Linked DNA regions of Mus musculus: regions 1, 2, 3, 5 and 6 are each linked to region 4. A link is a contact called in public Hi-C and promoter capture Hi-C data. All regions are on one chromosome and are shown on one strand. The core of a region is the stretch at or near the end of the contact, and the rest is flanking DNA. Distances in the headings are between cores, read along the strand shown.

Region 1 (3,833 bases), core at 1,034-3,533, 1.0 Mb before region 4:
GATGCGTGGTGTGTTGGCCTTCCTGCTCAGATAGACCAGGAACCACACAGCTCTGAGGGGAGAAGGCAGCCCAGTGAAAGGGCATCCCTAGAAACAGGAGCTCAGGAACCACACAGCTGAGAGGAAGTCAGCAGAGGCAGTGCAGCTCTTAGAGAAGCATCTCCCGTGCTGACCTGAGGGGCTCAGGAGTCCCAGCCAGCCACACTCTGCTTCTTTGCATCCTTCCCTTGTTCTCTTGTTTCTTGCCCTCTTCCGATGAAAGAGTCATAGCAGGAAGCACATCTCATAAAAGACATTTATTGGAAGGTCGAATCCAGGGGGAGGAGAGAGGAGTCCAGAGGTGGCTGCCCTCTTTGCTCCTGGGGAGAGGACAGCCGGGGATTGGACAAAAGGCAGGCACATAGAGGATTTCTTAGGAGGGTGGAGACTTCCAGAGTCAGGATTGGTAGGATTTCAAGTCTTGATCTTAGGGAGTTCAGGGATTGGCTGGTTTTCCTGCTCAGTGATTGGTGCTTTTTCCCCCCACCCACTTTGTTTTAACTGATGCCACCATTTTGACAGGTGCGGCCATCTTGACAGTCCCTGCAGAACACTGCTCAGTGACATGGTGACTATGAAGGTGTCAGAAGGGAGAGCATCGGATCCCTAGGAAGAGCACCGGGAAGCTCCTATGCTTCCCTGAGGGCTGCACCGCCTCTGCTGAGCCACCTCTCCAGCCCTAAACCTACGCCTTTTAGATCTTAGCTTTTAAAACTTTTGTACCTGAACTTTCTTGCACAGAAACTTTTGCACTGTCAATTTGTATGGAGCATCTGACTCAGACAAAAACTTTTGGGCAAAACTGGTGCAGTGTTTTTCTGACTGCGGATGCAGTTGCTCTCGCTCAGGACGTTTCCTTATCTGTCCCCAGCTCTGCAATTCCTTCTTTGATATTTCTTCGGTACACGTCAGTCTTATCTTAATTTTAAAGACATATTTCTAATTTTCAGTTCTGCAAGCGGCCTCTCTCTCTCTCTCACACACAGTGGTACAGTTTGCAGAAACGCTTAGATTCCTTAGGATTCTAAAATGACAAGCGACGCAAAGTATAAAGGAGAAAGCAACATATGTTAAAAGAACGATCACACATCTTTCTGGGGGAAGAAATGCCTTTGGGGGAAAAAAAACAGGCTAGAGGAGGGAACAACCCACAACTGGGAAAGGAAGAGGTTCAAAACAAGTGCGCAGAACGAATCTTAGTTTTCCAAGGCTTAAAGTAACAGGGCACTTAGGGCGCGGTGGGTTTCTTGCTAGCTAGACACCATAATTTCAACCCAGTAAGTTGGTCACTGAAATCCATTCGGGGGTGGATTGGGTTGGGGTGAACTGTACTGGAACTAGATTATAAAAATGAACACAGTACCTGCCCTTAAGCACGTCCAGTTTTGTTTTGTTTTAAAACAACACCTTTAGTTATTCAAAGGCCTTTTGCAAATAGAAACAGCTAAAAACCTTAAAACAGTCTTTAGGCTTCACAGAGGAAGTGAGTTGTGGGCTGGAAACGAACAGGATTGTGAGAGTTTCCTATTTTGGAAAATGAAGACGATCATTCAGAACAGTGAGAATAGGGGTTTTAGAGGAAGGTTGAGAATATGTAACTGCAGCAGGGACTTGGATAGGTATGTCTGCAGCAATAGGTCCGGTTTGCAGGTCACCTATGCCCTGCGCAGACCTGTGTGCATCATCTCGCTGGCTCGCCACAGTCAGTAACAGCTAACGGTTGTTCTGTTTAGTTAGTGGCGCAGAGTCCACGCGCTTTCGGGGGCTGTGTGTGGTTAGGTGCGCGGAGATTCTCCAGGTTTCCCTCATCTTTTTAAAGATTCTCCAGGTCTCCCTCATCTTTTTAAAATGAAGAAGAAAAGCATTCAAATTAGCGGGAAGGCGGTTAACACCCACAGCCCCGACTCTGCCGAACGCATCGCCGGCTCCTCACATTCACCCGGTATCTCAGCGGCGGCCAGGGCCTAACAGCGCTAACCGCCACGGGGCTGCAACCGCTGCGGAACCGCGCGCAGCGGGCGTTGCACGGTCCCGACCGGAGCCCAGCGAGAGTCCAGGCTGGGATTCTGACGAGCAGTTCTTCCAGCCAATTGGAAGCCAGATCGACTTTCGCTCTTCCAATAGGAGGCGGAAGTTCGGCAAGGGGGCGGAAACTCTCGGGCCCTGGATCCCATCCCGCCCGGCGGCAGTCAAGGCGGGGTGGAGGCTCCGCCTGAGCGGCGGGGAGCGGATCAGGGAGGAGGGAAGACCGGAAGCCACGGCCCGGCCCCATCCTTACTTTCGCGTCCCCCCCGGGGCTGGGAGCCGCGAAGCTGGCGGAGGGAGAGGCTGGAGGCTGGCTGAGAGATAAAGGGAAGCGTCCCCTCAGCCCGCGCTCCCTTCTCAGTCACGGGCTCCTGGAGCGCGCCGCGGAGGACGCCGGGCCAGCTCAGACCCGCGCCGAGGAGGCGCAGCCCGCGGCGGGGACCGATCAGCGACATCTGAGGCCCGTCTCCCGCGCCGTCTCCACCGCCGCCGCCATGTCCTCCTCCTCCTCCTCCTCCCCCAAGGAGGAGACGTACGAGGAGGACCGGGAGTTCGAGAGCCAGGCCAAGCGCCTCAAGACCGAGGAGGGAGAGATCGTCTACTCGGCCGAGGAGAGCGAGAATCGCCAGGAAGCGACGCCTCAGGCGGGGAGCGATAGCGACAGCGGCGGCGGCGACGGAGGCGACGGAGACGGAGGCAGCGGCGGCGGCGGCGACGGCGAGGAAGGCGAAGGTGGAGAAGAAGGCGACGAAGGCGACGGCGATGAGGGAGGGAGCGGCGGCGACGAAGGTGGCAGCGGCGGTGGCCCTCGGAGCATGCCCCTGTCCACGGTAACAAAGCGCGGCGCCGCGCCGCGTCCCTCCAGCAGGGCCCGGCGGCGGGGGTTCGGCCTGGCCGCCTTTGCCGCTGCGTGCACGCCGAGCGCGTAGCTGGCGACTCGGACTGATTCTTTCCTTTATTGCCCACGATCCCCGAATCCCGAATGCCGGCTTTGGGTGGGCTTGGGGTGCCGGGCCTCCCGGAGTCCGGGCCCTGAACTTGGGGAGGGTAGCGGGGTGGGGGCGGCGGGGGCGGGCGGGTGTCGCTTCCGCTCCGGGAGGCTGCGCCGCGCGCCCTCGGCGGGATCCGCTCTTTGTTAGTTGAGCAACTCCGGCTCCGAGGCTGTGCTGGGGACCCGGCCTCCCCGACCCGCATCATCCTCACGCTGGGCAACCATAACGGGAAGGCTCTCGTGGCCTCGTCTCCGTGGGAACCGCGATGCAATGACAAATTGCGCCCTCGTGCTCTCCCCGTAGTTTAGCCCTCGCTAGTTTAATATCTTTCTATAGAAAAGGCTTTGTGGGCATGGGGTTCATTCAGGCCAGGCAATGGCCAAGATAAGTTTTCTTGTTACAGAAATGAGTGGGCCGGTGATCTAAGTGTGTGTGTGTGTGTCTGTCCCTGCTGTCAAATAAAAGGCGTTCAGATGACGAGAGTTCTTCATTCATAATGTACTTCAAGTTTGTCCCCCACAGAAGGAAATGAATGCAGAGCTGTGGGAATTCAGTCACACATTCCTCGAGTCCTCCTTTATCAGAAACGTTTAGCTGGAGGCTGGAGGAATGTGGACAGCGCAACCCACAACTTCAGTTCCATGGAGACTTTAAGGAAACAAACCAATCCGAACGGTTTTGACTCTTTTGGGGGCCTTTAAACGGTCTTGACGACTTAAGATATTATTTAAACACTTAATACATTTGAGATCAAATCTTAGCAGAAGTTGACGAAGT
Region 2 (4,312 bases), core at 256-2,755, 1.5 Mb before region 4:
CACACAGCTGAGATTGGCCTTGCTCCTCTGCATCTACCTCTCTCCTGAGGGCTGGGATTAGCGGCTGCATCACTTCTCGCAGCTTGAAATGTGTTTTAATAACGAGAAGCCAAGGAATAGTTTTCTATAATAGTTGATTTGGTTCAGTCACTTAAGACCACACAAACCAGTTGTTGAAAATAACTGATATATCAGTTGTTCTCTGAAATTCCTTTTCTAAGTCCTTCCTAAGCTATAATTCCTCTGCCTTTCTCTTTAAAAAATTATATTTATCTTGTGTGTGGTGCACCTGCCATTGGCCATGTGTAGAGATCAGACGAACTTCTGGGAGTCAGTTTTTCTGCTCCCAGCGTTTGGGTATCTAAGACAGAACTTGGGTTCCCAGTCTTGGCTGCACCTGCTCTTTCCTGGCTGAGCCCTCCCACCAGCAGGTCTGCTGTTGTCTTACTACTCTGATGGTTAATGGATGGACTTCAAACTATTACTGAACACGTTCAAAATGAGGGGGACTTCTTTTTTTTTAAGATGCAAATCTGTACATGTATTATAAAAGGAAAGGCTTGTAGATTTCATTCAGATCCTAAGAGGTAGTCTAAAAGATGGTGGTTTCAAACATTTTTCATCTGTGAGATCTTGTTTATTGTACTACAAAACAGCATGGTTCTTCCAACTGTCTTCTCATCTATGAAATGAAAACTGAAAACTAAGACGTTTTACTAAGAAAGCGTTCAATGATAGAGCACATGTGCCACAGCGTTGCACAGTGCCACTACAGGAAGCAAGTCCATCCTTAGGATGGACGGACAATTCATAGATACTGCTTTTATAGCATTCTGTGATTTTCATATCTCTATCCTGGGTCCTGTACCAAGGCGAGGTGAGGGCTGGGGGGAAATCCCTCCCTTCCAGAAGCTAATTATCCAGTTGAAGCTATGAAAGATCCCAAGCAGGATGGACTAAATCCATAAATAAAAGCTTGTGGGTTTGAATAGACACATGATCAATAAATACTACACGTATGCGTTACGTCCTCATGGCATGGAAAGGCAGATGGAAACAGGCAATCTCTCCTCCCACTAGACAAACACTGAGCAGTCGGGCCTTTTGTTTTTTTTTTTTTTTTGTTTTGTTTTGTTTTGTTTTTGTGAGAGGGATCTATCTTTTGTGCAATCTGTTTAGTATACAGTGCATGCTCGGGGCACTCCTTATCTTCGTGCTGGGAACAAAGTACACACACCCCTTTTCTGAAACACAGGGCCTAGGATCTCCTAGAGCTGGATGGGCTCCCGGGCTGTGGGACCACACAAAAGGGGCGCTTCGCCTGCTCGCAGGCCCCCACACCCAGGTTCTCGGGTCGCGGGTTCGCCTTCAGGGTCCTTCAGCCCCGCCTCTGCGAGTGCCCTCCCCAGCCTCTGGCGCGCACCCCTCCTCATCCGCGGGCAGCCGGAAAACCCGGAGCGAACCGGCCCGGGCCAGCGGCGCATGCTCAGTTGCGAGCAGGTTCAGTTTGCTAGTAGGAAGCTCCGGCGCTACACCGGCGGCGGCAGCGGCAGCGGTAGCAGCAGCGGCGGCGACGGCCAAGCGGCCGGATTCCCCGGCAGCGACCTCGGGCCCTCCCCGTTCCCCACCGACCCCTGCTCCCGCTTCGTCCCGTTCTGGGCCTCTCGCTTGAGTTCCCCGCTGGCGAGCGGGCGCCACCGGCCGGAGCGTCCATCCACGCGCCGTCTCTCGGCGGGCCAGGCCGTGCCGGGGAGCGCAGCCCCGGCGGAGGGCGGCCCGGGGCGGAGCGGGGGGCCTGCCCCGGGGCGGTGGTGCGGGATGCCGCCGCCGCCGCCGCCGGGTTGCGTTGGCTCTCGGCGAGCGGCGCGCGTGTCGGGTGGGTGTCCGGCCGCGGGCCTCGCCCCCCAGACTCCTCGCCAGCGCTAGCCGGGCCGCGCGGCGCCCCGAGGGGGCCGGGCCGTGCACGGGCTGTGGCCCTTCTCCGCGCCGCGAGCCGCCGCCCCTCCGCCCGCCCCGAGGCGCCCCGCGGGCACCATGCAGGCGCAGCAGCTGCCTTACGAGTTTTTCAGCGAGGAGAACGCGCCCAAGTGGCGGGGGCTGCTGGTGCCTGCGCTGAAAAAGGTAGGGGCGCGGAACCCGCTTCCCGGCCGCAGTCCGCGCGGGGCTGGGCGAGGGTGGGGAGGCGGGGCGCCACTGTCGTCTTTCTTCCCGGTCTCGGATCTCGGGGAGGTCTGCTCGGGCTGCGAGGTTCCCCGCGTCCGCTGCTCCAGCTGTTGACACTCGCCCGGGGTGCGTGGGAAGGCCGCACACAGTCGGGGAGGGTTGGTCTGGATCATCCAAGCGCGGAGGCGGGGGTTGGAGGAGCCTCGGTTTTCCGTGGAGGTCAACGAAGGCCATTGCCTACCTTCTCGATCTTCCGAACTGCGGTCAACCTCTCGTTTTAGGAGTCCGGTACTCTCACTGGCTCGAAAGTGCCTTGGCCACAGTGCTTGCCTAAGTAATTGCGAGGTTGCCTGCCAGCAAGAACATGGCCTGCTCGGCTGTGCTCGTCCTCAGTCATAACTCCCCGTTTTCTTGACCCCCTCCCCCATTACAGCGGTGATGCACATGCCACTGTATTCAGATTGGTTCTTTTGAAGTGTCTGAGAATCTTTGAACGTCATTTGGTTTGGTGTTTTGCATCTTTTTATTTGGAAATGTTGCTACATTTTAAAAGCTTCTAAAGCAACTGTCTGTCCTTTGGTTAGGCATTTTGGATTTTTGTTTGCCAGTGGTTAAAGTTATTCGTGAATGTTGCTACATTTTAACAGCTTCTACAGCAACACTTAGTGACATAGTAAATACTGTACTAAGACATCTGAAACAGGTGTGCTTGAATGGATTTTAAAACAACCAGATTGGTTTTTGTTTTCATTTGCCTTACCTGTAGAAATTGTTTTACAATTTAATCTCCCATTTCTTGTTGCTCAGATGATTTTCGTGCTATCTTTGCTAAAATGCAGTTTTGTTACTACTGAGTACCTGGCGTTTACTGTGCCATTATGCAGAGCCTTTCTATTTTACCAGAAAGTCTTGAAAGGTATTTCATACTCCCAGAGGCCAGTACCTTTCAGTTTCTCGTCTGCCCTGTTCTCCCCTTCCCCTCTTGGTATGTTATGTGGAAACTGTTGGCTTTGTTGGAAGACTTTGCTTTTATCTTTCAGACTTAGGTTCCTGCGCTTTATCCTCAAGTGTCTCCCTACTTACAAACCTCTGTATGTTTTCTAAGAAAATCAAAGAGACCACCTTGTTGTGCATCCTTAATGACTCCATGAGACTTCAGTCCATTTCTACATTGGCTTTACCTGCACAATTGCCTGCTTAGCTTGGAGAATTGGAGAAGAATGCCTCATGATGCTAGAAGTTTGGTATTTTGACAGGACAGGATGAAGACAAAAAATTGATTTATATGTACAAAAGCTCTCATAGAACCAGTTTGAGGTATATGGCTTAAAAGCAATAGCTCCTATTCTAAGGAAACCTCCAAAATAACACTCGAGGCTCCTTTAGAATGGTAGACAGAGCATTGTAGAAGTTGGCAGACTACTCTAACTTGCCACTTGGGTGGTCCTTGCTGAAATCTATTTTGTGTGGCTGGCATTGTGGATTTTGTTTTGTTTTTCAATGTATGTAATTAGTCACCAGTTTCTTTTTTTCGAGACAGGGTTTCTCTGCATAGCCCTGGCTGTCCTGGAACTCACTCTGTAGGCCAGGCTGGCCTCGAACTCTGAAATACGCCTGCCTCTGCCTCCCAAGTGCTGGGATTAAAGGCGTGCGCCACCAACCTCCCGGCAGTCACCAGTTTCTTAAAATGAGAACTATCACATAAACTCTGAGGTTTGTTTGTTTTGAATTATAGATGGACTGGCCATACATTTTCACCATCAACTGCTAGAGTTTTGAGTGACTGCTTTCTTTGGAAAGGGTTTTGTCTCCAGTTCATCAGTGTTGCTTGTGTTCTATCGCTTCATGGTTGGTTGGTTTTCCATTTGAAGCAGAGACCTCCCTGTAGAAGTGATATGAAGAGGGAGTTTACAGAGTCTCCCTAATGTGTGAGGTTCTTTCCCTCATTTACATTTCCACCTGCAATGCTCTTAAGACACCCAAGACAAGGTTGGATATATTTCTCATATTCTGAATATGCTCTTTTGTTTTTTTTTTTTTTTCCCGAGACAGGGTTTCTCTGTATAGCTCTGGCTGTCCTGGAACTCACTTTGTACACCAGGCTGGCCTCCAACTCAGAAATCCACCTGCCTCTGCCTCCCGAGTGCTG
Region 3 (4,303 bases), core at 1,468-3,967, 1.1 Mb before region 4:
AGCTTTGATTGGGTGAAGCCATAGGCTGGCGATGCTCAACCTTCCTAAGGCTGGGACCCTTTAAGATAATCTCTCATGTTATGGTGACCACCCCTCCCCAGCACAAAATTATTCCGTTGCTACTTCATAACTGTAATTTTGCTACTACATTTAATCATAATTTAAATATGTGACATATAGGTTATCTGACATGGAACCCACAAAGGAGTCTAGACTCACAGAGTGAGAGCCACGGCTCCAGGCTCCAGAGCCTTCTCAGTCACCAGGTAGCTCAACAAGAGACCGGCTGGGGCGCTAGTAAAGGCCTAAGAGTTGGCGCCTTTTGTCTAGAGTTTTTGTGAATAGGATAATCTGTTCACTAAGCCTCCAACAGGCACCCGGACGACAATGAATAGCTTCACAATTATTACTTCCGTGCCTGTAAGGAAAACTGGTGCTACCTGGGTGGGATGTCACCTCAGCTCACATTTCATAATGACTTCAAAGACATCTTGAGATTTTAGCTCAGGTCTCCCGGACTCTTACCTCCAAACTGAAAGTGGCCTGGAGTGAGGGTGGTTGGTATGTCTCTGGTCGCTGTAGGGTGGTGGGTTGTGCCCCTCTGCATGCCCAGTGAGGCAGAGACAGATGAAAAGAGCAGGTTCCCACCTGCTACCTCTAATCTCTTCCTGGTTCTGGAGTTCTAGGCCTCATATCAGATTCCCCCTCCACTCCACTGTAAATAATCTCTTGGCGATTTTATTTCAGCCCACAAAGGGGCTATTTTCCTAGCATAGAGGAGTGACTCTGTAGTTTCTAAAACTTTCTCCATCACCTGTCTGAATATAGAATGAGGAGCCAAGTCTCCACACCTTCCCACCAGCCTGTCTCTTATAACAAACAGCCTTCTCAATTAAGTTACCAAAGAAATTCTGCTGGGGGAAAAATAATAATCTTCAGGGCTGTGGAGGCTCCAGGACAACAAAGACATAAAGACAGCCAGCCAAGAAGAGAACATAAAACTCAGCAATCCTCTTATAATGCGTTTTGACAAGATGGGGGGGGGGCACATTAATTGCCTAAGGGACAAGTAAAAAAAAAAAAGTAAATAAGACAGGGTTTTCCTGTTGATCCCAAATGAAGAGCCAGGTTAAACATATGAAGAACCAGTTAGGTAGAAAAGGAACCACAAGGAAAACCTCAAATCCCCTTTTGTGGTACAAAGTTTGTTTACACCCATTACTGAGCAGAGCGAATTCATTCTCTTTCCATTTGCCCATTTTACTTCAGGGTTTGTTTTCTGTCTGGTTACGTGCAATGCTAAGGAATGGCAAGATATAATTTTTTCTCCTGCTGCAAATCAAACCGCAATCCAATGATTTAATTATGTAACTATTGAGCTAAAGTCTGAGCTCCGCGCCCCGCCCTCCCCCCCCCTCCGTAAACTGCAAGTTGAAAATGACCTTTGTCTATCTTGTTGAGTCCACTGCATTAACAGAGCTGTAAATGCATAAATTAAGATAAAACCTATGCGTGGATCAAGATGAAACGGCTGGCTCTTGCTCCAGGACAGCTTAGGCAGAACGAGGCCCTGTCCATTTAAAACAAAACAAAACAAAACAAAACAAAAAAACCCCACAAACACAAACAAAACAGACAAACAAAAACAAAAAGACATGCTGCGAATTGCGCAGCTGATCCTGATGACTATGTCCACGTCTTAGGAGGCCTTATTTCTACCCCTTTCATTGAGAACATGTTTCTGAGCAGATGAAGGACATTGTGCCCTACCTACATTGACCACAACAGCCAAGCAATCTGATGGGTTTACATCAGTCCTAAATTCTAAAGCATTTCTGCTCAAGGAGCCCTCAGAGAAGATTTGACAAGAGAAAGAAGGGAGATAGTAGCAGGCGCCCGTCCGTCTTTGATTTTCATTCCTCAGAAAACCACAAGCGAGGAATACATGCAAACCGCCCTGTGCCCCACAGTTCTAAGCTCATTCCAGGGAGTTGGTCTTTCTCAGCTGACTTCCTCGTGAACAGTGACAAAGTCTGACTAAGGGGGGCCAAGTCCTACAGCTATTTGGATTAGATCCGGTTTTTTTTTCCAACCTCAAAATCCTGTTAAGTGGCTTACATGAGCCCGTTCACGCGCTTCCAAGTAAGACTGCTCCAAGCTTGGGGACCTCAGTCAGGTCCCGTGAGTGACTGGAAGAACCCAGTGTACACAGGATCAGGAGTGTGTGCGGGCCTGTTTGACAGGCCAAACCGTTTAGCAGTCCTGGGCAGGACGCGACCCACCTTCCAATTCCGCAAAGCCAAGCACCACGTCTGAGGCTTTCCCCTGCCTGTCTTTGACCTGCAGAGCAGTGATCGTGCAGCCCCATGAGATGATGTCCACACTCAGCTGGTCTGACCGAAGCTGGAATTTCTCCACTGTCCCTCCCCCCGAGGGCAGCTCTCCAAACACGGTTCTGGTCACCGAAACCATTGGGAAAGTTCAGGGTGTGCAGCTTCTCCTTGCTGTTCAAACTCTAGCCTGGATCACGTTTGGAAAGATAAAGTTCCCGGGAGAAGGGGAGGAACTCAGACTAACTCCTCCCCTTTATTGCCTGGATTTAAACAGTTGACCACTCCTGGGGTCGGGGAAAATGCTCCGATGCCTTTTTAAAATTTTTCCTTTATCCGAGGTAACTGAGAAGCAAACTTTCCAGTTGAGTTTGCTGGTCTTTTCCTTCTCTAACCCTGACTGCAGTGCATGTCGGGAATAGTAGTCTTTAAGAAAATTGCAATTGCATCTTGGGGCATGTAGTTTAAAACGAACCAACTTTATTTTGCGCAGGTGCGCGCGCGTAAGGCATCTTTAGGGGGTCAAAAAAAGTCTCTCTCTCTCCTCTCCTCTTCTCTCTCTCTCTCTCTCTCTCTCTCTCTCTCTCTCTCTCTCTCTCTCTCTCTCTCTCTCTCTCTCTCTCTCTCTCTCTCTCTCCTCTCTCTCTCTCTCTCTCTCTCTCTCTCTCTCTCTCTCTCTCTCTCTTTCTCTCCTTTCCTCCTTTCTGAAAAGGTTCTCTCTTGTCCCTAATGGGCTCTGAAGAAACACATCTGGTGGGCAGGCTTGGAGGCCCGCTCCTTTACCTACTTTTCATCATCTCTTGGGCCATTCTGGTGTGGATTATCTGGGACTAGATTTAAAGAAACTGAAGGTTTGATGGCTAAGTCTGACGTTTCTCCTTTGTTGGCCTAGGATTAGGAAAGTGTTATTAGGATCCTCAGTAAGATCATGAGATTAAAATACCTCAGTCTTTCATTGCTTAATCTACAGCTCTAGATGGATTCTGGCTCTAGGAAGAAGAGGTCTGGGAGCCTAAAGACGTGTATAACTCAGTCTATCTGTATTTCTGGTCTTGATTTAGACACGGTGAGGGTGGAAACGCATCTGTGGTTAGAAAAACAGGAGAACTGAGCTCATGTTCCTGTAATCAAATGCCAATAAACAACTGTCTCACTCGTTTCTGACTGTGAAATATGAAGGAATCTTAAGCATTCATGCTACAAAGCCTCAATTATCCCTCTCGAAATTCGGGAAACTCTGATAGGAAAGAAAAAGAGCTTGCAGCAGGCTTTATTAAAGTACAATATCTAATATCAAAAAGACCCAAACAAGTCAAATTACAGACTGTGCGTCCCCTCACACAATAACCCAAAGGCACTCTTGTACACTGCTCATCACACACTCTTACAGACTCTGCAAGTCTCCTCAGCCCACTTACCGTGTGTGCCTGACTTATACACAGGCCCTTTCAACAACACTGTGCTAGCAACGATGCCTGAGAACCCTCTTCTGTGAGTGGGAAGACCACAGTTTTTATTTCTCAGCCTCCAGTTCTCAGTGTTCTGCCAAGCTCATGCTGCCAAGGGAAGAAAGACACCTTGGGTGGCTAGCACCAAGTGTAACCAGAGACGTTCCTATTGCTTAACTTGGCGCATGAAGTGTACCATATTTCCCTAAGATGTACAGGGTACGGGTCTTGATTTTCTTTCCCTGTGGCTTTGAAGTATTTAGAATGGTAAACAAGACTACCTTGTGTGAGCTGCAAACCTTGCTCCTTTTTTAACCAAACAGTCCATTTTCTTAACCTCACATCATTATTCTACATGCAGAGCCTTAATCGACAGCAGTGTTCATGATCACTGTCTGCAAGGAGGTCAACATCAAAGCAGCAATGGAGGAATGAACCATTGTTAAATACTACCAGCTATTTAATTTTGCTTTTTGGATAAATCCTGGGGGTTAAGTTAAATAGTACAGACTGTGGTGATATTTT
Region 4 (4,243 bases), core at 1,270-3,769:
AGACTAATAAAACATCTATTGGAGTAACCTACACTGACATTGTTCTAGGATAACTGTAATGGAACCAGGTGGGGTGCTAAAAGACTGTAACTAGTGTGTCTACCAATAAAGAGCCTACAGCACCCCCCCCCATGATCATTTTATTAACTCTGTGTTGATGCTTGAATGCTATATAAATTTTCAGCTGTGTTCCAGGGTCATGGAAAAAAAAAAGACCCAAACAAAATGAGTTTCCAGTAGCCATGTACAATAAATCAAACCCAGCTGAAGTTTTAAAATAATGGCTACTTCCTCTAGCAAGTCCTCAGCAAGTGGTGGTTTTCTGCATTTAGGATTCTAAATCAGGAAGCTCTGCTCTCTCAACTCATAACCACACCGACCCTCTTTGCTTGTATTAGGTTCACACATGTAAATGATTATCTCATTAAGGACAAGAGGGGACATTAAACGTGAGGACAGGAAGATTTACAACCAAAGCCAGTGAAGGAGAAGATACAAACTCCTGTTTCCATTAAAAACAAAACCAAACCAAAAAAAAAAAAAAAAAAAACAACCCGAGAAGTCTTGAACATTCATTGAACATTCAGACTGTAGTTCTCTTAGGGATAATGAACACTCCTTAAGAAAACCAATGTTCATCCCTTAGGACAGAAGAGAACATGCAGGAAAATTGTGGCTTATGTTCAGGAAAGGCAAGATTTCAGGTGAGAAGACAGTAGCCTCAAACGACCTGTTGAAAGATTTAACTAGAGAAAGGAATTCAAAAGCGAAACAGTGAGAATTCAGCTCAATGAAATATTTATGTGTAAAGTATGTATTTCGCATAAACACTTAAATCTCTGTAGAGCAGCAGTTTAGTTCTTTGAGAAAGTTACACCTATGAAAAGTAACTGTTTCTTAAGGGCCACAGCAGAAAATGGAAGTCTAGAGTTGGTTCAAACTGAATGCAAATTGCTCTGATGAGATCCTGCGAGTCTTGCTGAGAGAAGATATTCCTGGCTGGGCCAAAACATCTATTGTGAAGAAGAGAGAAAGAGAGAAAGAAAGAAAGAAAGAGAGAAAGAGAGAAAGAGAGAAAGAGAGAAAGAGAGAAAGAGAGAAAGAGAGAAAGAAAGAAAGAAAGAAAGAAAGAAAGAAAGAAAGAAAGAAAGAAAGAAAGAAAGAAAGAAAGAAAGAAAGAAAGAAAGAAAGAAAGAAAGAAAGAAAGAAAGAAAGAAAGAAGAGAGCAGTTAGGCAAGGGAACGCTTAAGAAGAGGGTACACTGGAATGAATCTGCTTTTAATCTTAAAGTAAAAGAATCACAAAATATATTTAAAGAGTCTCTGTCTCTCTCCCTCTCCTCCCTCCCTCGCTCCCTGCCCTCCACCACCACCATTTTGATCATATTCACAACCCATACCCTACTCAATTGAGCCCCTTCTGAACTGGGCCCTTTCCTTTGACACCTTTTTTGTTTAGTTAGGGTTGCCTGCATTAGTGTGAGTGGTGTCTGGGTAAGACTTTAAGAACAAAGATGTAATCAGATTTAGATTTTAGTGGATGTTGGCAGTTTCCGATTCCAGAGAAATGTCCGAAATGTCCTCCCACCCCTTAACGCTCCCTGTAGAAAAAGATTATACACAGTTTTGTTTTAAAAGCCTCACTCCCTAGGAGACGAGGCTGCAGCTAGTAGTATGGTCAGTGCTTTAGCTCTTCAGTGACCTTGTGAGTGGGTTCGGTCTCCCATTTCTATCCCTGGGGGGGCAGGGAGAGGTCTCACTTATTTCAAATCCAGGACTATCCATTAATATTACAGATTCTGTACCCAGATTAATTCTCCCCTATGTTCTCAAAAGCTGCCCCCCACCCCGCTTTCTGCATCCAGACGAGTGGCCTTTATGACAATATATTTTACTTTGAAGATATAAAACGTCGACGTGGAAGAACTATCTAGTTTTTGTGTCAGTGACTGTACCGCGCAGATGTTTCTCTTTCATCAACTATTTATAATTTAACACACAGGGCTTCTTCTCTCTGAGGTTCCATGACTGTCGACCGCTCTTTTGGTAGAGAGGGCAACGCACCAGTGTTAAGGTGCACAAGAGGAAACACAGGCACGTGCAAGCGGCGTCTCCAAGTTTTGCTGTGGCGCCGGTGAAGGACTGTGTCTGTGTAGCTCTGGGTGTTGGGTGACAGCTGCCCCCGGGAACGCCGAAAGGGACAACTTTGGAAAGGAGGGTCCTCCACTCTGGACGCTGCGTTCAGGTGGTCACCTCTTGTCACCGACTGCCAGCGCCCGCCTAGGGGGACAGCAAAGTGAGAGGTTCGAGTACAGCGCGTCCTTCCAGTCGCGCTCAAGCCCGCGCTCCGAGCGCCCGGTGGGGACCTCTGCGGGTTTGCAGAGCCTCCGCGCGCCCCCTCGGAGCCAGACCCACCAACCGCGCGCGGCGGGGAACTACAGCTCCCGGCAGGCCCCGCGCGGGCCGCGCGCCCCCGCCCGCGCGCCCCGGCCCCCCGCCCTCCGGCCTCGAGACGGGACGGGAGGGAGGGCAGGAGGAAGGGGCGCGGGCGGGCGGGTTCGTGCGAGGCGCGTGAAGCCTCGCTGGCTCCTGCTCCGGGACGCGGACGCTGGCGCGCGCCGACTTTCTCCAGAACAGCCGAGCCCGCCTCTGTAAGTAGTCGCTGGAGGGAGCGCGGAGCAGACACCGAAAAAAGTTCGCGCCGCCGCCGCCGCTGCCGCTTTGTTCTCCCGACCCGTCGGGCTGAGGTGGCGCGGCCCCTCCCCCACCGCATGCGGCGGCCGCGGCGACGGCGGCGGGACTCGGACCCGCGCGGGGCTGGGCGGCGGCCGCGGCTGGGCGGGAAGTCGGGGCGGTGCTCCGCGGGCGGCCGGGGGCGCCGGCGCGGCCAAGTTCCGCGGTCCGCGCCGAGGCCAAGTTGGAGTCGCGCGGCTGCTGCTGGTGACCCACCGCGCCCTGGCCCTCGGGGACCCGCTTTCTCCCGAGCCCCGCCAACTAATCCTGCCGCCGGCGGCACGGTGCAGTGAGCCTTCCCGGTTCTTTGCTGCACTTTTCCTGGTCCTGGGGCTGGAAGGGGCGAGTATCCGGGGTTTGGAGGATAGTGACCCCAGTTTCCTGACTGCCTTTAGGCTTGCCTGTTGCAGCCTCGCTCCAAGTCGTTCTCATTCCCTGGGGGAGCTTCGCCCTGAGTTGAAACATCCGCGAGTGTGGAGCAATAAAATAGTAATAATAATAATAATAATAATGAGCACACACGACATTACTTGATTGCGTGTCGGGTATTTTAGTTCACATCGTCGAAATCAGAAGTATAGGCCGTGCTGTCAGCAAGCACGAATATAAATCAGGCTACAGGCGACCTGCAGACTTTTCCGTACACAGATTGATGGCATGGATGTAACTGTCCCTTCAACCACGCCCGTCCCCACAGGAAATATGACTATCGGTGTCATCTTTGATTAAAGAGGATAAGTTTCAACATGAAGTACTACTTTGTAGGACAGGGCCTTTAAAACCTGTAGGCACAAATGAAGCAACAGTTTGAGATACTTTCATCCATGTCCTAGAAAAACGTTATTACACTAAAAAGTTACTTTTACTCTGTACCTGATGTTGCAGTTTTAGCAGTTTTGATTTTGTTCAGCTGGAGTTTAAACTTTTAATGCCAGGCGGGTAGACAAGCCTACGGATTTGCTTCAAGAAAGCATCCCTGAAGTTGCCAGACTCAGTTCTGAGTAACATTTGCTCTAGAAGAACATTTCCTCTCCCAGTTATAATCTGGGGTGGGATAAAACAGCAGTTTAGCCAGAAAGTTGTTTCAAGTTTTTGCAAATATATTATTTTTAAAACGTCTCACGGGAACCGTTACAATAGGTTTTGCTTCATAGGATAGGTTTATAAATGTCATGGGCCTGAGAATATGGGTTTGGAGGCATCTTTGATAAGCCAGGGCAGTTCACATTTCAGGACTGTTAAGACTAAAAGAATTTTTCTTAAATGTGTTTGGCAGTTTCATACATTCTGATGCCCTACCCCTCACTCTCTCTAGTACCCCCTACCCCCTCACCAATCCCTTAAAGAGGTTTTATAGCCATGAGCCTTTAATCTTGCACATTGTATAAGCTATTTTATCAGATGACCTGTTTAAAATAGACATTTCTTTCTGTTTTTGTGTTGTTTGTCATCTAAACACTGCTATACACACCAAAAGCCACAGTAAGTTAAACTTTAAAAGTCAGAGGAGT
Region 5 (3,830 bases), core at 375-2,874, 1.3 Mb before region 4:
CTAGGGGTCTTAGTAAAGCAATGCTTATGTGTAGTTAGTCACCTACACTAAAATAGGGACCATAGATCGATGAAATGTCCTCCCACCACCTGACTCGGTATTGAGTACAAACAGAAAATGCTTATCTAGGGAATGAATGGCTCTTGAGACAGAATCATTAAACGCCTACTAAGCAGGACACTACTAAACACAACTGATCATACAGGAAATGAAGCAGTCCTCAACCGCTCTTCAGATTTCCACGTTTGATGAGCATAGTCTTGTACGGCTTTATCTCGGGGAAATGTTTCCCCTTTTTGGTTTTCAGGGTTTTTTTTTTTTTGGTTTTGTTTGTTTGTTTGTTGTTTCGTGAGAGTGTAATACTTTGAACACTACTGAAAGGAATTCCTATCTAAAAGAGTGCACTTCTTTTACAGAGCTATGTCACACCAGCATTTGGCCCTCTGCTGAAAAAAGTAAAAAGAAGTCTCAAATGCCTTTTTCGCCCTCTAGTGTTACAAATGTGGGGGCAGCACTGTATCATGTGAGTGTAAAATATCTCCTACCTGCTGCATGATATGAATTGGTAGCTTTATCAAAGATGGTTCCAATATTACTCAGGATGTCTTCTTTACAGATGATTTAAAAGCTAATTATATGTCTATAATATACATACATATATATAATATACATATAATTATATATGTACAATACACACACATGTATGTATATGTGTATACTTATATACATATATATATTGTGCTGGTACCCTAATGGTCACAGACCTGTGCTGTTTCTAGTTGTTTGGTGGTGTTTTTCTGTTTGTTTGTTTTTAAGGCGAGGCTAGACGTCTACAATTTTGTTCAGATGACTACAGGACCTGAAAAAGCTGTTGTTATTACTGATGCATAACATACTATTATTGCTCTTTATACATATACATAGATATATATACATATATAAAAATATATACACATATATAAATATATACACATATAAACATATACCTATATTTAAAATAATATTAATATATTATATGTTAATATATATTATATAATATATTAAATATGTATATATATTAAACACACGTTTAATTTTTGAAAACTGTACTTGTGTTTTCAACCATGTTGAGTTGTCATTGTACCAAAATCAGCAGCCATATTAGTCTAGAAACATCAAGCTAATTTCTTTTCCATTTGTACAGGCTTACTTCACTGTATTACATAGGTAAAACCTTATCTGTGTGAGTTCGATTACAGAAACTAATATTCTCTAAATAAGGGGGTGACGTTTCCACATTCAAATTTCTGGATTATGTGAGTTAGCAGGAACCTCTGCCATTGATCTGGCACCGTAAAGGAAACAAATCCGGAGTGATAGGCACAGCGAACCCACAGACTCGGGGGCCCACGCTGTATCTCCGGATCCCCCGACGCCGGGCTGTCGGTGCCCCTCCACCCCAGAGTGGATGCTGCGGCTGGCTCCGGGTCCATCAGCTCCCGAGAGGAAGCGCACTCACTTGATGGAGACGTGAAGGACAGGCTTTCGCGACTCTGCGATTCCCCTAGGCTCGCCAGCTCGGCAGGCTGGAGGGAGCTGGGCTCTAGGACAGAGCGGGCCTCGGTTGCTGGGGCGACCGGGCGACCTCTCACCCGGAAGCAAAAGTGCAAGAAGCCAATCAGAAGACACCTGGGCGGGGCGGCTGCTGCGGGTGAGGTCCAAGAGGGAAGCTGAACCCAGCCCGGACCCCGACCCTGGGTGCCGCCTCCTGAGCTCCGCAGCCAGCAACGCTACGAGCCAGGTACGGCCTGACGTGGCATGTGCGGGGCCGCGCGGGTTCGGGGTTGCCAGGCCCGCCTGCCGCCTCCCCTCTCTAGTGATCACATCCGAGGACCATGCAGCCCCTATGGTCCTGCCTGTCAGCCCAGGGGCAGTGAACCTGGACCTGCAGAATCCTGGGGAACCCCGGGATCTGCAGTCGAGGTCGTCCACACCCACGGCTCCGAGCAAGGTTGAAAAGGAGGGGCGCCAGCCCCATTTCCTGTCTGTGGCTCGGTGGCGACCCGAGGGGCTGTTTGGGGAAAGGGTTGGAGAAGATGGATGTTGAAGAAAGGAACCTTGCATGACTAGGTATCTGAATGGAGCTGGGGGAATGTATAGTGGTCAGAGGTTTGCCTGGGAGGCAAGCGGTGTGGGTTCAGTTTTCATCACCTCAGCTTGACGATGCTGTACGTGGGAGCCAAACTTGGGTGTGAAACAAAGGATCCTTTTAGAGCCAAACTTGGATCCAGTGTCTATGGTAAAGAAAGATGAAATCTTAGCAGGCTACATAGATAGTGGGATTCCTCCCTGCGGACTAGATAACCTAATTTGTATTCTACAGAAAACGTCTGGGGAATGTGATATCGGATGCCGCTATAATCGGTAAATCTTGGTTCAGATTTTTGCGTGAAAATTACAGCTCAAGTTGAAAATGTAACCTTTTCTGGGTTGGTGTGAGGCAACTTGTTTTAAGTCAGTACAGAATCTTCTTGCCTTTTTTTTTTCCTCAGCCATTTCTCAATGTATGAATTGACCCCAGCTGGGTGGTTTGGGTGGTAAGATGTTTGATGTTTTCCTTTCTTCCTACGTAAAAAAAACAAAAAGACAAAAACCCGATATGCAGCTGGGCGTGGTAGTGCACGCCTTTGGAAACAGAGGCAGATGGATCTCTGTAAGTTTGAAGCCAACCTGGTCTACAAAGCGAGTTCCAGGGCAGCCAGTGCTATTTACACAGAGAAACCCTGTCTGGAAAGACATAAAGGTGGGGGGAGGGGGGTGGGAGAATGCGATTATTGAAAATTCAGTTTGTGCCATTCCTTCAGTCACATGTTAATCATTTCATGTCATTATGGTTTTGTGAGTGTATGTATATACTGCTGTCCTTTGGAGAGCTCGTGGTTGGGGCTCAGGATGTCTTGCCTAGTGGGGATCTAGGGTTAGAGAGTAGTTAAAATAATTGAGGGGTGTTGTTTGTTAGTTTGTTTTTGTTTTCTAAGACAGTTTCTCTGTGTAGCCCTGGCTGGCTTGGAACTCACTCTGTGGACCAGGCTGGCTTCCAACTCACAGATCCACCTGCCTCTAAAGGTGTCTGCCACCACTGCTTGGCAAGTTTTACACTTTAAATTGAAAGAGGACATTATTTGTGTTTTTGTTTGGTTTCTCTATGGTGTTTGGCCACTTGTGGGGAGGGGGGGTCCCACTCACCTAGGAGAAACTGTCTTTCCTGATTCTAGCTAATGACCCACCCACCAGGGAATCTGCCATTCGTATAAAAACTAACCAGTCTTGGATTCAAATCTCAAACCACCACCTTTATCTACCACTCACAATGCAGCTAATACTGAAGTCAGGTACCACAGCAAAGAAGAATCAGTTACCAAAACATTTGTTGAAAGCTTTACTTAAACACACACACACACACACACACACACACACACACACACACGGCATTCCACCAAAGCCAGAGTAGCCTATTTAGTATAAATGTTCTGCTCTGTTTACACAAACCAACAGTAAAACTTCTGAGGAGCTAGCATTCTATCTCAAAGTCTCCCTGACACAGGCACTTCCTCCTGCCCCTCATAGCCACAGCCAATGGAGTTTCGATGTAAACACCCTATGTCTTCCTCCCCACCATTTTTAAGACACTGCATTTCTTTTCTCTAACCTGAACGACTGTAATAGTTGCCCAACTGAAACTATTATTTCCTTCTGTGCACTCTGGCCTCATCCCAGCACCTGGCCCAGGGCGCTAATTGATGTTCCGAGCTTGAAACCTTCGCATCTGTCATTGCTGCTGCTTGGATGTT
Region 6 (4,383 bases), core at 697-3,196, 1.2 Mb before region 4:
ACAAACAAAATCCCAAACAAACAAAAAAGTGGAATTAGACTTTATAGAATTGCTATTCCTTCAGAGAGAATACAAATGTTTATAATTATTGCTCAATGCCTTTCAGAGAGAAGCAGATTAGAAGAATATTTCTCTAGCATGAAAAAAAGCTCTGGGTTGTATACATAGTGAATCTGTGGGAGGCCTGGACTGCAGAAGTTCCTGTGGCAAGCAAACACAGGAAGATTGAGGCAGAACAATATACTGTGTAGTAAGACTGAGGCAGAACAATATACTTCACTGTGTAGAGTTTCTATTTTCTTGCCAGAGATTTTTGTTGAGACACTATAATTTTAAATATTTGAAAATCAACATACATATAAATTAGTAGTACTTAAGAGTCTTTGCTTTTAAAAAGGGGGGGAGGGGCTAGAGATATGGCTCAGCAGTTAAGAGCACTGACTGCTCTTCCAGAGGTCCTGAGTTCAATTCCCAGCAACCACATGGTGACTCACAACCATCTATAAGGTATCTGATGCCCTCTTCTGGTGTGTCTGAAGACAGCCACGGTGTACTCGTATAAATAACAAATGAATCTTTTTTTTTTTTTTAAAAGAGTCTCATGCTTTATTGACCAAGAAGGACTCCTTTAGAGAAAGCACTCCACACCTGAATCCACACACAGCAAATGAAAACGGAGATGAAATACACGTACCTAGGAACTTCCTCTTTTATGTGTAAAATTTCCAACCCTTGAGTATTCCAAGTAGTTACGATGTAATGTTTTTTGTTTTTTGTTTTTTGTTTTTTTTGGTTTGTTTGTTTTTTGCTGGTTGATAAAAAGAACTTGGGCTGGTGAGATGGCTCAGTGGGTAAGAACACTGACTGCTCTTCCTAAGGTCATCCCTGAGTTCAAATGATGAGTTCAAATCCCTGCAACCATATGGTGGCTCACAACCACCGGTAATGAGATCTGACTCCCTCTTCTGGAGTGTCTGAAGTCAGCTACAGTGTACTCACATATAATAAATAAATAAATCTTAAAAAAAAAAGAACTTAGCTCTCTTTTTAGAGTTGAATTTTGGCAAATGCAGAATTCAAAGGCAGATTTTAAGCAACTCAGGGAGACTGATACGTATTGAGTGGCTGAGCTGTAAGGTTTTAAGTAAAAATTCACACACAACTTTTAAAAAATCCAAAGCACTAGAAGGGAAAAATAAATTTGTGCTTCAGATGCAAGAATTGTCTCGGCTCAGTATGCTTGCAAACTTTTACAGTTTTGCCACAACTTTAACATTGCCAGAACCCCTTCTCCACAACCCTATCCCTTTGTTTCAGCAAACCCCCAAGTACTCAGATCAAACTAACAAATTAGTGACTCAGTGCAAAAAGGAGAGGTATTATGCAGACTCCCCGGGGGAAGTCATCCCTTTTGAGGCCCGTGATGCAATAACCATTAGACATAACTGTGGAGTAAGGGTTATTTTCACACTGGTCTTAGTTTAATTACCTCTGTTGAGCCTTAAAGATCACTGAACACAGACTAGGCCAGGTACCCCAAAGGTGGCGACCGGGACAGCAGCGGTTAAATTTTACGGACTTTCACAGAACGGTCTAGTGTACCTGTACTTAGGTTACGGTCGCTGTCAGTTCCTAGATTAAAATGAAGAGGTAAAAGGGTTGGGAGAGGTTAGGAGGACCCACAGGGTTCAGGAAAGGGGAAGGGGAGGGGAGGGAGCAGGAGACCGCCGGAAGGCCACAGGTTTATGGGCAAGATCCCGGCGTTCCCATGGAAACGTATCCCTCCGCTCCGCTCGCAGAGTCTCGCTCTAAGTTCCCTCCGCCCCGCCTCTAGGCTGTTTCCGCCCAGCTTCTTTGTGCCGCGCAGAACGTTGACACAACGCATGCGCAGAAAAAAAGAATCCCCGCCCGCCGCCTATATAAGCGCGACTCCGGCCTCTTCCTTGTAGTGCCGCCGGGATTGCAGGCAGAGGAGGTTGCGCAGCCGCTTCCGTGCTACTCGCGCTGTGAGCATTCCAAGCTAGAGCCGAGTACACGGGCCGGCCATCATGTCACGCTACGGGCGGTATGGAGGAGGTAAGCGGCCAGGGCCCCAGGGGAGGACGGTGCTGCCCGCCGACCGAGCAGAGCGGGGCCGCAGGGGCGGCGCGGCGGTTAGAGACGGTTATTCCGCGTGCGTAATGGCGGCTCCTGCGCACGCTGTACGAAGCCCGAGGCCGCGGGGGCGGGGAGGAGGAGGGCGAGCGGGACTGGAGGGCATGTGTGCCGCTTAGGGCCCGGGCGCTTGGCGCCTTTTGGTCTCTCCTGGACAGGCCGAAGCCTGGCGGGGTCGCCGTGGTGGCGTTGGCCATTTCTCCGCGCTGCCGCCCGCCTCCACCACCCCACCCCCCGCCCTCGGCGGCGGCGGCGGCTGCCATTTTGAGCACATTGATGACCGTGGTGGCGCATTTCCTCAGCGCTTTCCCGCCACTGGAGCCGGGGAGTGATGATGGGCGTTAAGATTCGGGTTGGGCTGGAGACGGAACGAAACCGGCAGCTGCGAGCTGCGCGTCGTCCAACAATTGGTCGGCATGAGGAGTAGCGCGAGGGGAAGACCGCTGCAAGCGGCGACGGCTTTTTTTCTCTCTCTTTTTTTTTCCTTCGCCGTTTCGAGCGTGGCTTCTGGCTCTGGGGCGGGGACTCGGGTGAGCCTGCGCCTGCTGTGGAAGCCGGGAACTGGCTCGGCCCTGATCCTCGCTGTAGACCTCTCCGCAGGCCGGGCCGCCGGAGCCCGCGCGCTGTTGTGCCCGAGGCTGCGGGGACTCGGGGGGCGGGGCGGGCCCGAGCCGGGCCCCACCTCCACCCCGCACGCCTCAAGTCTACCATGCTCCCGCTGCAGTCTCCCAGGGTTTCCTTCCTATAAGAGCGCCAGAACTTGGTCGCAGGTCTGGCTTTCCAGTCTTTCACGCTGTAAGATTTAGTACTTGGTGAAGACCTCTAAATAAAGGGAGCCAGACCTGGTGGTGCACTAGCTGCCTCAGGGAGGTTGAGGCCTGAGAGTCGTTTGAGCGATGTATAGCTAACATAGTTGTAGGGTGGCTCCGAGTAGATCACTTAGCTGGCTCAGAGTCTCCAAAACAAAACGTGTACGTTGCACAGCTCTTTAAGGATGGTCTGTTTTAAAGAAATGAATTCCCTATCACACGTTGAATAACATTTGTTCTGTTTACATTTTTTAAACAGAAACCAAGGTATATGTTGGTAACCTGGGAACTGGTGCTGGTAAAGGAGAGTTAGAAAGGGCATTCAGTTACTATGGGCCCTTAAGAACTGTGTGGATTGCCAGAAATCCTCCAGGATTCGCCTTTGTGGAATTTGAAGACCCTAGAGATGCAGAGGATGCAGTTCGAGGATTGGATGGGAAGTAAGTGGGTTGTTTTTCAAATTTCTTTAAAATATTCCCTCGGGCTGGATAAGTAATCTCGGTGCTAATCATAGACTCTCTGGGGGTGGACCTTATTTTTGATAGTGTCTCTGGCCTATGTTGACCTGGAACTCACCATATAGCTCCGGTGGTGGTTGGAGCCCTCATTCTGTCAGCCTCTCACATGCCTTACCCTTCAGGCACTGGATAACTTAAGATTTAGGACTAAAGGTGGAATTGGCGGGGTTTTGTAAACAAAAGACTAACCGTGTAGAGAGAATGAGCAGTTGACATTTTTTTAATAAATTAATTTTTATTAGATATTTTCTTTATATACATAGCAGTTGATATTTTTAAATCTAGAAGTCACATGTGTATTCTAACATTAGCATTTTCTTATGTTTTGTAGAGTGATTTGTGGTTCTCGAGTGAGGGTTGAACTATCAACAGGCATGCCTCGGAGATCTCGTTTTGATAGGCCACCTGCCCGTCGTCCCTTTGATCCTAATGATAGATGCTATGAGTGTGGTGAAAAGGGACATTATGCTTATGACTGTCATCGCTATAGCCGACGAAGAAGAAGCAGGTATTTAATTAATGAAGGAATGGTTGGTATTCTAGTTAATCAAAGTAATTCTTTTATTAGCAAGGCAGAAACTAGTGTTTTTCTATAAACTTGAATGTTAATTGTACAGGTGTATTTTACAATTTTTGTTTAATTAAAAATGTTACTATATTAATAATCAACCTGGTCAAAACCTTTCAGGTTTCTTCGTTTGAGTCAGTCGCCTTGATTCAGAATGTCACGAGCCTTATGATATCATGCTGAGGCGCCTTGCAAATCCGACAATTAAGATCCTCCTAGACCTTGAGGTGATCAGCATAAGAGGCCAGATCCCCTCGAGTCATCTACACCTAGCTTCACCTTATTCTTTAAAGGGCAGAAAATTTGAGTCGGTGATCGCCGTAACAGTAAATTT

What was found. Promoter capture Hi-C pulls out the DNA fragments that hold promoters and counts their contacts. A called contact is a pair of places that touch in the nucleus more often than the background predicts.
Region 1: a contact with region 4 is called in a promoter capture Hi-C map of liver, with 2.2 times the contacts expected there. The contact joins the promoter of Hnrnpll here to the promoter of Prkd3 in region 4. A contact is called at or near these places in 7 of 39 promoter capture datasets (the 3T3-L1 cell line, the C10 cell line, the HPC-7 cell line and 3 more) and 3 of 115 datasets of contacts at active chromatin or transcription factors (astrocytes, bone marrow-derived macrophages and embryonic forebrain).
Region 2: a contact with region 4 is called in a Hi-C map of muscle stem cells, with 7 times the contacts expected there. The contact joins the promoter of Sos1 here to the promoter of Prkd3 in region 4. A contact is called at or near these places in 2 of 39 promoter capture datasets (liver and pre-B cells), 1 of 484 Hi-C or Micro-C datasets (muscle stem cells) and 1 of 115 datasets of contacts at active chromatin or transcription factors (astrocytes).
Region 3: a promoter capture Hi-C map of second pharyngeal arch cranial neural crest shows a contact between it and region 4. The contact joins the promoter of Galm here to the promoter of Prkd3 in region 4. A contact is called at or near these places in 6 of 39 promoter capture datasets (HPC-7-derived erythroid cells, the SN4741 cell line, cranial neural crest and 3 more), 1 of 115 datasets of contacts at active chromatin or transcription factors (pancreatic cancer cells) and 1 of 9 other capture datasets (liver).
Region 5: a promoter capture Hi-C map of 3T3-L1-derived adipocytes shows a contact between it and region 4, with 3 times the contacts expected there. The contact joins the promoter of Morn2 here to the promoter of Prkd3 in region 4. A contact is called at or near these places in 5 of 39 promoter capture datasets (the 3T3-L1 cell line, 3T3-L1-derived adipocytes, hippocampal neurons and 2 more).
Region 6: a contact with region 4 is called in a promoter capture Hi-C map of second pharyngeal arch cranial neural crest. The contact joins the promoter of Srsf7 here to the promoter of Prkd3 in region 4. A contact is called at or near these places in 13 of 39 promoter capture datasets (the 3T3-L1 cell line, the HPC-7 cell line, HPC-7-derived erythroid cells and 8 more), 2 of 484 Hi-C or Micro-C datasets (B cells and pre-B cells), 3 of 115 datasets of contacts at active chromatin or transcription factors (astrocytes, pro-B cells and stem cell-derived neural progenitor cells) and 1 of 9 other capture datasets (adipose tissue).

What each region holds. Positions count from the first base shown.
Region 1 is chr17:80,060,718-80,064,550 of GRCm38.p6, reverse strand. It overlaps Hnrnpll (heterogeneous nuclear ribonucleoprotein L-like), which reads left to right and starts at 2,283. Exons shown (of 13, transcript NM_144802.4): 1 at 2,283-2,894. The coding sequence starts at 2,559. 4933407O12Rik reads right to left here and starts at 2,329. Exons shown (of 2, transcript XM_006525248.3): 1 at 1,979-2,329; 2 at 1,089-1,878. The coding sequence starts at 2,311. The coding sequence ends at 1,753.
Region 2 is chr17:80,477,646-80,481,957 of GRCm38.p6, reverse strand. It overlaps Sos1 (SOS Ras/Rac guanine nucleotide exchange factor 1), which reads left to right and starts at 1,505. Exons shown (of 22, transcript NM_009231.2): 1 at 1,505-2,121. The coding sequence starts at 2,035.
Region 3 is chr17:80,125,885-80,130,187 of GRCm38.p6, reverse strand. Galm (galactose mutarotase) reads right to left here and starts at 2,717. Exons shown (of 7, transcript NM_176963.4): 1 at 2,283-2,717. The coding sequence starts at 2,472.
Region 4 is chr17:79,019,092-79,023,334 of GRCm38.p6, reverse strand. It overlaps Prkd3 (protein kinase D3), which reads left to right and starts at 2,519. Exons shown (of 19, transcript NM_001171004.1): 1 at 2,519-2,650.
Region 5 is chr17:80,288,006-80,291,835 of GRCm38.p6, reverse strand. Morn2 (MORN repeat containing 2) reads right to left here and starts at 1,624. Exons shown (of 5, transcript NM_194269.2): 1 at 1,499-1,624. It overlaps Dhx57 (DEAH (Asp-Glu-Ala-Asp/His) box polypeptide 57), which reads left to right and starts at 1,360. Exons shown (of 24, transcript NM_001163759.1): 1 at 1,360-1,780.
Region 6 is chr17:80,204,868-80,209,250 of GRCm38.p6, reverse strand. Srsf7 (serine and arginine-rich splicing factor 7) reads left to right here and starts at 1,946. Exons shown (of 8, transcript NM_146083.2): 1 at 1,946-2,076; 2 at 3,223-3,403; 3 at 3,813-3,989. The coding sequence starts at 2,049. It also overlaps a transcript of Gemin6 not described here.